3 separate regions of the Hordeum vulgare genome follow, and regions 2 and 3 are each linked to region 1. Evidence: chromatin contacts called from public Hi-C data. All regions are on one chromosome and are shown on one strand. The core of a region is the stretch at or near the end of the contact, and the rest is flanking DNA. Distances in the headings are between cores, read along the strand shown. Region 1 holds the start of LOC123404257 (serine/threonine receptor-like kinase NFP). Region 2 holds the start of LOC123402347 (protein REVEILLE 6-like). Region 3 holds the start of LOC123403303 (brassinosteroid-responsive RING protein 1-like).

Evidence for each region. A called contact is a pair of places that touch in the nucleus more often than the background predicts.
Region 2: a Hi-C map of seedling shows a contact between it and region 1, with 5 times the contacts expected there. The contact joins the promoter of LOC123402347 here to the promoter of LOC123404257 in region 1. A contact is called at or near these places in 2 of 6 Hi-C or Micro-C datasets (leaf and seedling).
Region 3: a Hi-C map of seedling shows a contact between it and region 1, with 2.8 times the contacts expected there. The contact joins the promoter of LOC123403303 here to the promoter of LOC123404257 in region 1. A contact is called at or near these places in 2 of 6 Hi-C or Micro-C datasets (leaf and seedling).

The regions. Positions count from the first base shown.
Region 1 is chr6H:443,634,762-443,637,492 of MorexV3_pseudomolecules_assembly, forward strand. It overlaps LOC123404257 (serine/threonine receptor-like kinase NFP), which reads left to right and starts at 1,396. Exons shown (of 2, transcript XM_045098176.1): 1 at 1,396-2,731. The coding sequence starts at 1,846.
Region 2 is chr6H:442,754,649-442,757,379 of MorexV3_pseudomolecules_assembly, forward strand. LOC123402347 (protein REVEILLE 6-like) reads right to left here and starts at 1,389. Exons shown (of 10, transcript XM_045096260.1): 1 at 1,074-1,389; 2 at 321-378; 3 at 1-92. The coding sequence starts at 1,228.
Region 3 is chr6H:444,413,537-444,416,267 of MorexV3_pseudomolecules_assembly, forward strand. LOC123403303 (brassinosteroid-responsive RING protein 1-like) reads right to left here and starts at 1,337. Exons shown (of 1, transcript XM_045097253.1): 1 at 311-1,337. The coding sequence starts at 1,135. The coding sequence ends at 692.

The DNA of each region.
Region 1 (2,731 bases), core at 146-2,645:
TAGGAATTATATTTAAAATTGACAAACAATTTTGAATGAATATACATTTTTTCAATCTGTTAATCTTTTTTCAATTGATGAACTCTTTTTGTAATGTACTTTTTCTAATTCAGGAATATTTTTTAAATTCAGGAACATAATTTTGATTTCCTGGAAAAGAAATTCCGAACAATTCTTGTTATGTGAAGTTTGTTTTTCAAAATCACGAACAATTTGTTGAGTATTTTTTCAAATTCTTGATATGCATACATTGTATGATTTCTTGAACATTTGTTTTCGAAATTCTCAATTATTTTTGAAAATTTGGAACTTTTTTGAATTCATGAATTGTTTTAAATATGTATAAAACATACAGAAAATGGGAAAAACTTGTTATGAGAAAAAACATGGAGCGTCTCGCCCCGTGTATGGGTCGTCCCAAAAGTGCCCTTTATAGGAGTAGTCTATTGTGCTAGTTATATGCATTTTCGCAATTGGCACATACCATCTCCTTCGCATACGGTTCTCTTTCGGCCGGCCTGTTAACCGTGTTTTTTTGGTATGAAGTCGCCATCATCACCCTTCATCCTTCACTTTCTTAGAGCTACCACTACTCTTTGGACCCTTGGTTCTATTCTGAGCTCGTATGCTTGGCATAAAATCATCACCTTCTTCGCTTACTTTCTTTTAGCTTTCGCCACCCGTCGATGATGTAGCACGCTGTCGTATCCCCCCCCCCAAGTTGAAGATATCTATGTGTTAATAATTATTAACTGATTCTTTAAAACACACATCTCACTTGATAGTCCCCTGCATTCTTGCGGCATTGCACAAAAACAAATGAAATATCATTTGAGTAAACCCATAGGAGTTTTGGCCAGACATGGCTGAAAAAGCTAAGAAAAGATGTATTTCGTCTGTCCTAAAATAAATGATTTAACTTTACACTAATTTTATACTAAAATTAATACAAAGTTAAGTCACTTAATTCAGAACTAAGGGAATAGAAGACAACATGCAAAAGGGGAAGGGGTTGTTTGGTAGGACGAGGGTATGTGTTTGGCGGGAAAGAGTTGGTGGAGAAATTAAGCGGAAACTGTCATTTCGACAAGGACGGGAAAATGAAGGTGCAATCAGTTAAGGGGAAAAAAGAACACTTCGTTCACGCCATAAACGAAGAGGTCATTTTATCCAGACATGTAACTTCGTCCAACTATTTATATGAAAATATAAGGCTCACAAAAATCTGCGGGTTGGTTGTGAACAAAAAGTTCTCTTCACCCTACAGGTGCATATCTTCAGCCCTCTATAGCACGAGGAGGCATTTCAACGAAGGGAAGAACAAAGAGTGCTAAGCGAGGTCGATGATGTCGTAAATAAATTTAAAATATCCGAATTCGGTTATAGTCAGAATTTGTTAAAAAAACAATATTTTAGAATAATTCAGTAACTTCTACAGCTCACGTCCATAGTAATCACAGAGCCAGGTGCCAAACCAGTGCATGACTCGTTCTTACGTTCGAGAAGCCAATGGCACGATGTGCGGGCAAACAGGAGAGGGTCGTGATTTTCTTTACCCAAACACACGGCAGAGTATTTTATACCGTCGCAATTTTGATCCTTGGGCAGCGTCCCGCCCCTTCTTTCACTCTTGTTAGATCGACTTCGCACCAACGTGACACGTTTCTTCTTTACCCCGTACAGGCATCGACCGGGTCCGGCGGGCAAACCGTGCTGCTAGTCGGAGCGCAACTTGGAAAAGCAAACCACATCTGACCGTGACGGCGACCGGAGTGGAGGAAGGAACCACACGAGAACGCGACACGCCCTGCACGAGTCAAGAGTCAAAGCACCGGCTGGAGAAAGATGCCCCGGAACCCGACGAGCGGAGGCAGGCGGCCGCAACCGCACCCACACTTGACCACGAGTCCGCCGCTCACGACAACGGCCGCCGGAGCAGCTCAACACCATCGTCCTCCTCCCGCGTATTTCACCTCCGAGCTGCCACTCGCGAGCCACCACCACCACCAACCCCGTCCATTCCACTTCCGGTCCGCAGCACAAGCCATGGCGCCCCTGACGCGACGGCGGCGGCTGCTGGCCACGCTGCTCTGCCTGTGCGCGCTCCCCGCCCCGGCGCGGTCCCAGAACGCGAGCGCCACGCCGGCGCCGGCCAGCGTGGAGGGTTTCAACTGCTCCGCCAACGGCACCTACCCGTGCCAGGCCTACGCGCTGTACCGGGCGGGCCTCGCGGGGGTGCCGCCCGACCTCTCGGCGGCGGGCGACCTCTTCGGCGTCAGCCGCTTCATGCTCGCGCACGCCAACAACCTGTCCACCTCGGCCGCGCCGGCCGCGGGGCAGCCGCTGCTCGTGCCGCTCCAGTGCGGCTGCCCCTCCGGATCGCCCAACGCCTACGCGCCCACGCAGTACCAGATCAGCTCCGGCGACACCTTCTGGATCGTCTCCGTCACCAAGCTGCAGAACCTCACGCAGTACCAGGCCGTGGAGCGCGTCAACCCCACAGTGGTGCCAACCAAGCTCGAGGTCGGCGACATGGTCACGTTCCCCATCTTCTGCCAGTGCCCCACCGCCGCCCAGAACGCCACCGCGCTCGTCACCTACGTCATGCAACAGGGCGACACCTACGCCTCCATCGCCGCCGCCTTCGCCGTCGACGCCCAGTCCCTCGTCTCCCTCAACGGGCCCGAGCAGGGCACGCAGCTCTTCTCCGAGATACTAGTGCCGCTCCGTC
Region 2 (2,731 bases), core at 139-2,638, 880 kb before region 1:
GCAGCTTTACGCTTTGGTCGCGGAGGTGGGACATGTTCGCTGGTTCCATTTTTCTGAACCTTCAGAAAGTACTTCTGTGCATGGCTCCTTATCTGCAAAAACAAGTTAATATGTAAAATGAAAATGGATTTACCAGAGAAGCCATTGCCAGAAAAAACCGATCCCAAGTGCTTGTGCAATGTTTGCACAGAAAAACGAGGAGACTTGGGTTTCTTACAAAGCAGCCGACATCTCCATTAGTAAGGTGCTTCACTACGTTGGAATTGTGGTGCAAATTGATGCATAATTTCACTTGATTTTTCAGTTTATAATCCAAATACCTGGATGACAGTCTTCGAACCAACAAAAGCTTCTATCTTTTTCCAGTCACGATCAAAGCTGAAAGAATCCAGGTTTTCCACATTAATGTCACATTAAGATGAAATCTTATAATTGACTAACAAATCTTCAACACATATATGTGAATTCAACTAATGTAACTGTCAAACTATCGCGCAAAAAACACATTATCGGTACACCTGAACGCTATTGTACTTGTTCACCTATACATCATGAAAAAGACCTTAATAAAGATGGCTGATGCATCACTCGATGCAGAGGCCGGGGCTTAGCCTCCTTTTCTAAAAATCCTGAAAAAGACCTAGTATAAATGATGGTGCTGTGAACGTATGAGACTCTGGGTAATTGAGTTGTAGGAATGCTTACAAAATTCTAGTAAATATTTATGGCTTCAAAAATTATGCTCTTAACTGAAGAAAAAAATGGGTTTAAAAACGCAACACAGCTGCAAGCGGAACATTGGTAAGTTAGTCTGTCATCAAACTTTACACAACTGAACGAACAAGCAAGCTCAGCAAAAACCAGACACAAAAATTTAGGCAGCGCGAGCTAACTAACGCGTAAAAAAGGCTAGAAAAAATATATCCAATCGTTGGCCCAAAGACCGCAGGAACATGGAAGGCATGCGAAGTTTTCAGCCAAGAGCGAATGGAATTGCCTGGAGAAACATCACAGGGGGGAAGGGAAGAAATCAAGAAAGCTGTGGTGTACTGTAGAATTCAGCGCTTGCTTACAGCTGCAGCGCCTCGAGGAACTTGTCGTGCTCCTGCTCCGTCCAGCTCTCGCGCGACTTGGTGATGGTGTAGGGCTTCCGCACCTTCTTGCTGGCGTCGTCGCCCGCCGCCGCGTCGGACAGCGCCGGCGGCGGCGGCGGGTTCGTGGAGACCATGAGGAGGAACGCACGGACGTGCCTGGTCCCGTTGGGTGCCGGTCTCTCGCTCGCTGGACCGGGGGGAGAGGAGAGGGAGGCTTTTGTCCGTAGCGCGGCCGCGTCCGTCCGTCCGCCCGGCTGCGCCTGCGTGCGTGGTGGCCGCGTCGCGGTGTGGCGCCGGGCCGGGTTGGGTGGGAGTGTGTGGGTGGTGGCGCCGCTGGGGGGGCGTGCGGGGTTTTGGCCGTGCGTTTTGGGTTGCGGGGCAGGGAGAGTGTGCGTGCGCGGGCCCCGCCGCGTGGGCCACCGCGCTTGTGGCTGCGCTGCGCGGGCGGCAGCCCACTTGCGCTTGCGCCCCTCCCGTCGCCCTCACGCGGGGTCGCGATCCACCCTGCTAGCCGCTGCTGCTACTGGTCGCCGGCATCACGCCGAGCTCGTTCGTGAAGTTGAGTGAGCGAGCGTCAAAGGCGAGCCAGTGAAAAGTTTGGTTGGTGCGTTCGCGACGGCTATGCTACCATGGATGCTTTTCTCTCTGATCATACGTCTGATGATGCTGAGGATTCGGTGCACCGTGCGTGCGCGTGTCCGCGGATAGGGATACCGGGGGTTTCACCATCGTGCCGATGTGGCGATATAGCACGCGCTTGCTTTTCATCGTACGGAGAGGATTGTGCGGGATCAGTGTGTTATTTGCCTTGTGTTCATTGGCTGCTGAGTGAGATGAATGGTACGGATCAATCCCAGGCCAGCCTCAGTCCCCACTTGGTAGTCCATCTTATCCTTACTGCAGTAATATAATGTAATCAAGGCAAACTTTCCCTCCTTTTGATCTTGCCGTAACCAATGATAAAAAGAAAAAAAAGGCGTGATGTAGTGCATTGCGTCGACGAAGTATGAGCATGATAACGATGAGAACTCATGAGGCAGTAGGAGAATGTTTACTTGCTGCCACTACCAGAAGAAATGTCAGCTTAACTTTATTTTATTTCAATTTCCCGTTGGATAGCCTCGTTTAGAGCATGGGTTCCAAATAGCGAGGATTGGAATTCTAGATCCCTCTCACTCTTTGTTTCAATATGAGGATAAAAGATTTAACATTAGTAGATTGTGTTTTACATAGTATATCTTTTAAAATCGAAAATGAAAAAAAATCTGAACCCGTCTCAAACGCCCATACGGATGGTCCAGTCGCTAACCGGTCGGAAAAGACCAACCCACACGATTGTCTCAAAGCGGGCCTCAAACGACCGGGCTAACCGATACCTCTCATATTCAGCTTAAATATGGAACGGATATAGGAAGGTCCGACGCGTCCACCTCTCATATCCAGCTCAAATATGAGCCGTATATGGGAAGGCCCGACGCGTCCATTACGTCGGACTGGCTGTCGGATACCACACGAAATCGTCCAGAAACCCAAAAGTCTGGCGGGCATCTCCTCCGGTGGGGGTGTGAATGTCGCGTGGCGCCACTCTGGCTTGCCGCCTAAGGCCAAAATCCGACTATTTAAGTCGGGTGACGTCC
Region 3 (2,731 bases), core at 87-2,586, 780 kb after region 1:
TGTTCGGTCTAAATACCGTGGAGCCGTGGTTATCTGTCTTTTCCGAACTGTGTAGACTTAATTAAGCTGCGGAATGTGCACATGTTCGTGTCCAGAATCTCCCGCGCTCATTTATTGGCTAATGCAAATTGAAGTAGACGAAACCCTCAAAAACAAAACTCAGTCAGCTAACAATCGTCAATTTTATTTTATTTTCCTATGAAGCATCAAGTAGTACGAGTTACACAGCTGTACGTCGTAGTCCCGCGACTGGGATTGTATACGTCATAAATAAGAGGTACATACCACATGCTCCATGTGGTAAGCAACCTAAAAACAAACAATGTCAAGAAAATAACAGGTAGTACTACATGAGTTTTCTAGCTGTTGACACTTGGAGATACAGTAACCAATCACGACAAGATATATATATATATATATTTGACTAATTAATCGTTCTCCAGGAGAATAGAAACCTATGCGTATGCACCTATTGGTGTGCTCTATATATACAAACCCTAAAGCTAAATAATCTCAATTTTGAGATAATGTATAGACCCCAGAATAAATATACATGTAGCCGGTCCAGATCGCGAATCTCCGTGCAGCATTGCGGCGCCACCTCCCCGGACCCAGCTGCCGGCCGCCACCGCGCTGGGAAAAGGAAAGACGTGGGGGCGTCCGAGCTAACGATCGGGCGCGCGGTTGGTGCTCACCAAACGCGCGTGAGGAGGCTGGGGCTGGCCCTCCGCGCGCGCGGCAGTAGGTGGGAGCGGCAGAGCGGGCACGTGGTCCGGCCGAGGTCGATCCACCCGTCGATGCAGCCGCGGTGGAAGGCGTGCGCGCAGTTGCCCAGCCGCCGCACCTCGTCCGCCGCCTCCAGCCTCTCCAGGCACACGATGCACGCCGCCGCGCCGTCGTGGCACCCCTGCTGCTGCTGCTCCGGACGCGCCAGCCAAGAGAACTCGACGGCCGGGAGCCGCGCCTTGACCTCCTCGGGCAGCGGGGCGTCGTCCACGGAGCGGCGCGGGGAGCGGCAGAGGCCGACGAGGGAGAGCAGCAGCATGAGGGCGTCCCTGACGGCGCCGACGAGCTTGCAGAAGGCGATGACCGGCTTCGGGATGAACACGCAGTAGCACACCAGGGGGAACCCCATGATCTCCGATCACGCGCGGAGTTCGAACGTTGCGCGCGCTTGCGACCGCCGGCCGGGCCTGTCGTCGTTTGTAGCGGGCGAGGAGGAGGAGAGGACGTGTGTATATATATATGTGTGTGTGTATGCTTGATCGAGCCGAGTGAGTCGGGAGGAAAGCGCGCGCGCTCGCAGGTTATATAGAGCGGCAGAGCGAGCGAAGAAGGCGGAGTCGGTCAGTTTCACGTGGTTTTGGTGGAGGATAACGCGGACCGGGAAGAGTTGGGGAGGGGTGGACGGAGGGTGGATGACTTCGCCGTACGTCTCTCGGCATGGGAAATGGCAGGCGTGCGTGCGTGCGTGCTCGGCCCGTGCGCGGAAGCTGCCCAGCCCAGGTCGTTAAAGCGCCAGGGACGAGCGACGCGGTGGTAATAACCCGTATGGTCCAACGGCCGCGTGGTGGCAGGGGCGTATGGTCCATCCTTGGTTGTACAGTACTGTGGTACATTTGCATGGACTTGGCACGCATGCGACAACGCGATTTAGGCCGCGTTTCATAGGGGTGTTGACGCGGGCTTCACCTATACTATATGTTGGTCTGGGAAAACCTCAACAAAACCGCGGGCTGATTGACGCCCCTTGTCGTGTTAAAAAACGTTGTCTTATATTTTAAGACAAAAAGAGCTTTTTTCAGAAAAGAAGAATAGTCCCTAGCCTTTGCATATGAATAATGCGTGCAAGTGCAACCATAAATTAAAAGAAACGAAGTATGCTGAAAGTGTGGCATGGCACAAATTTCATGACTCTTTGGCGAATTGCATGAAACGTTGATAAAATACCTTAATTGGGCACACGGGACAAACCCTTGTGCACAAAGCAGGGCGCGTAGGAGGGGTAATTTGCATCAGAACTCGGGATCACTTGGTCAGTCCTGGTGGTCTTTTTTTCTTTACGGGTGGAAGAGAAACACATACTGACCAAGTTCTACCGTATACCAAAGGACGATGATCCATGAACCTTTGCGGTTGTGGTCTCGGTATAGTGACCGTCATTTCAGTACTTCAGAAAAAGACTCGGGACACAGGGGATTATATATGTCCACATCTCAAGAGACTGTGGATAATCAATGGAGTGACAGAGATTGCAACAAGGACATAAGGAATGTTCCTTTTTTGTCTTTATCCCATCCTCCCACAAAACATCACATATATTTGTAAAAAGAATATTTTCCGTCCCTTAATTTTTGGCGGGGTCTAGATTTCGTCCCCCAACTTTGAAACCGGACAACTTGCATCCTTAACTACTGAAACCGAACAAGGTTCGTCCCAGGTCTTGGTTTTGACCGGTTTTGGTGCCGACTCGCCCTGGTTTGGATGGGTGCCGACTCAAATTCATGTAACTTTTTCAACTTCGTGATGTTCTTGAAATTCATATACTCTATCCAAATTTGCGTTTTTTTTTACAGATCATATTTTTAAAATTTGCATAATTTTTTCAAATCCACGTATTTTGTTTCAAGCTCGTGTAATTTTATCAAATCTGACTAGTTTTTTTACATCCATGAACTATTTTTAAATTTGCATATTTGTTTCAAATCCACATACTTTTTACAAGTTTGCA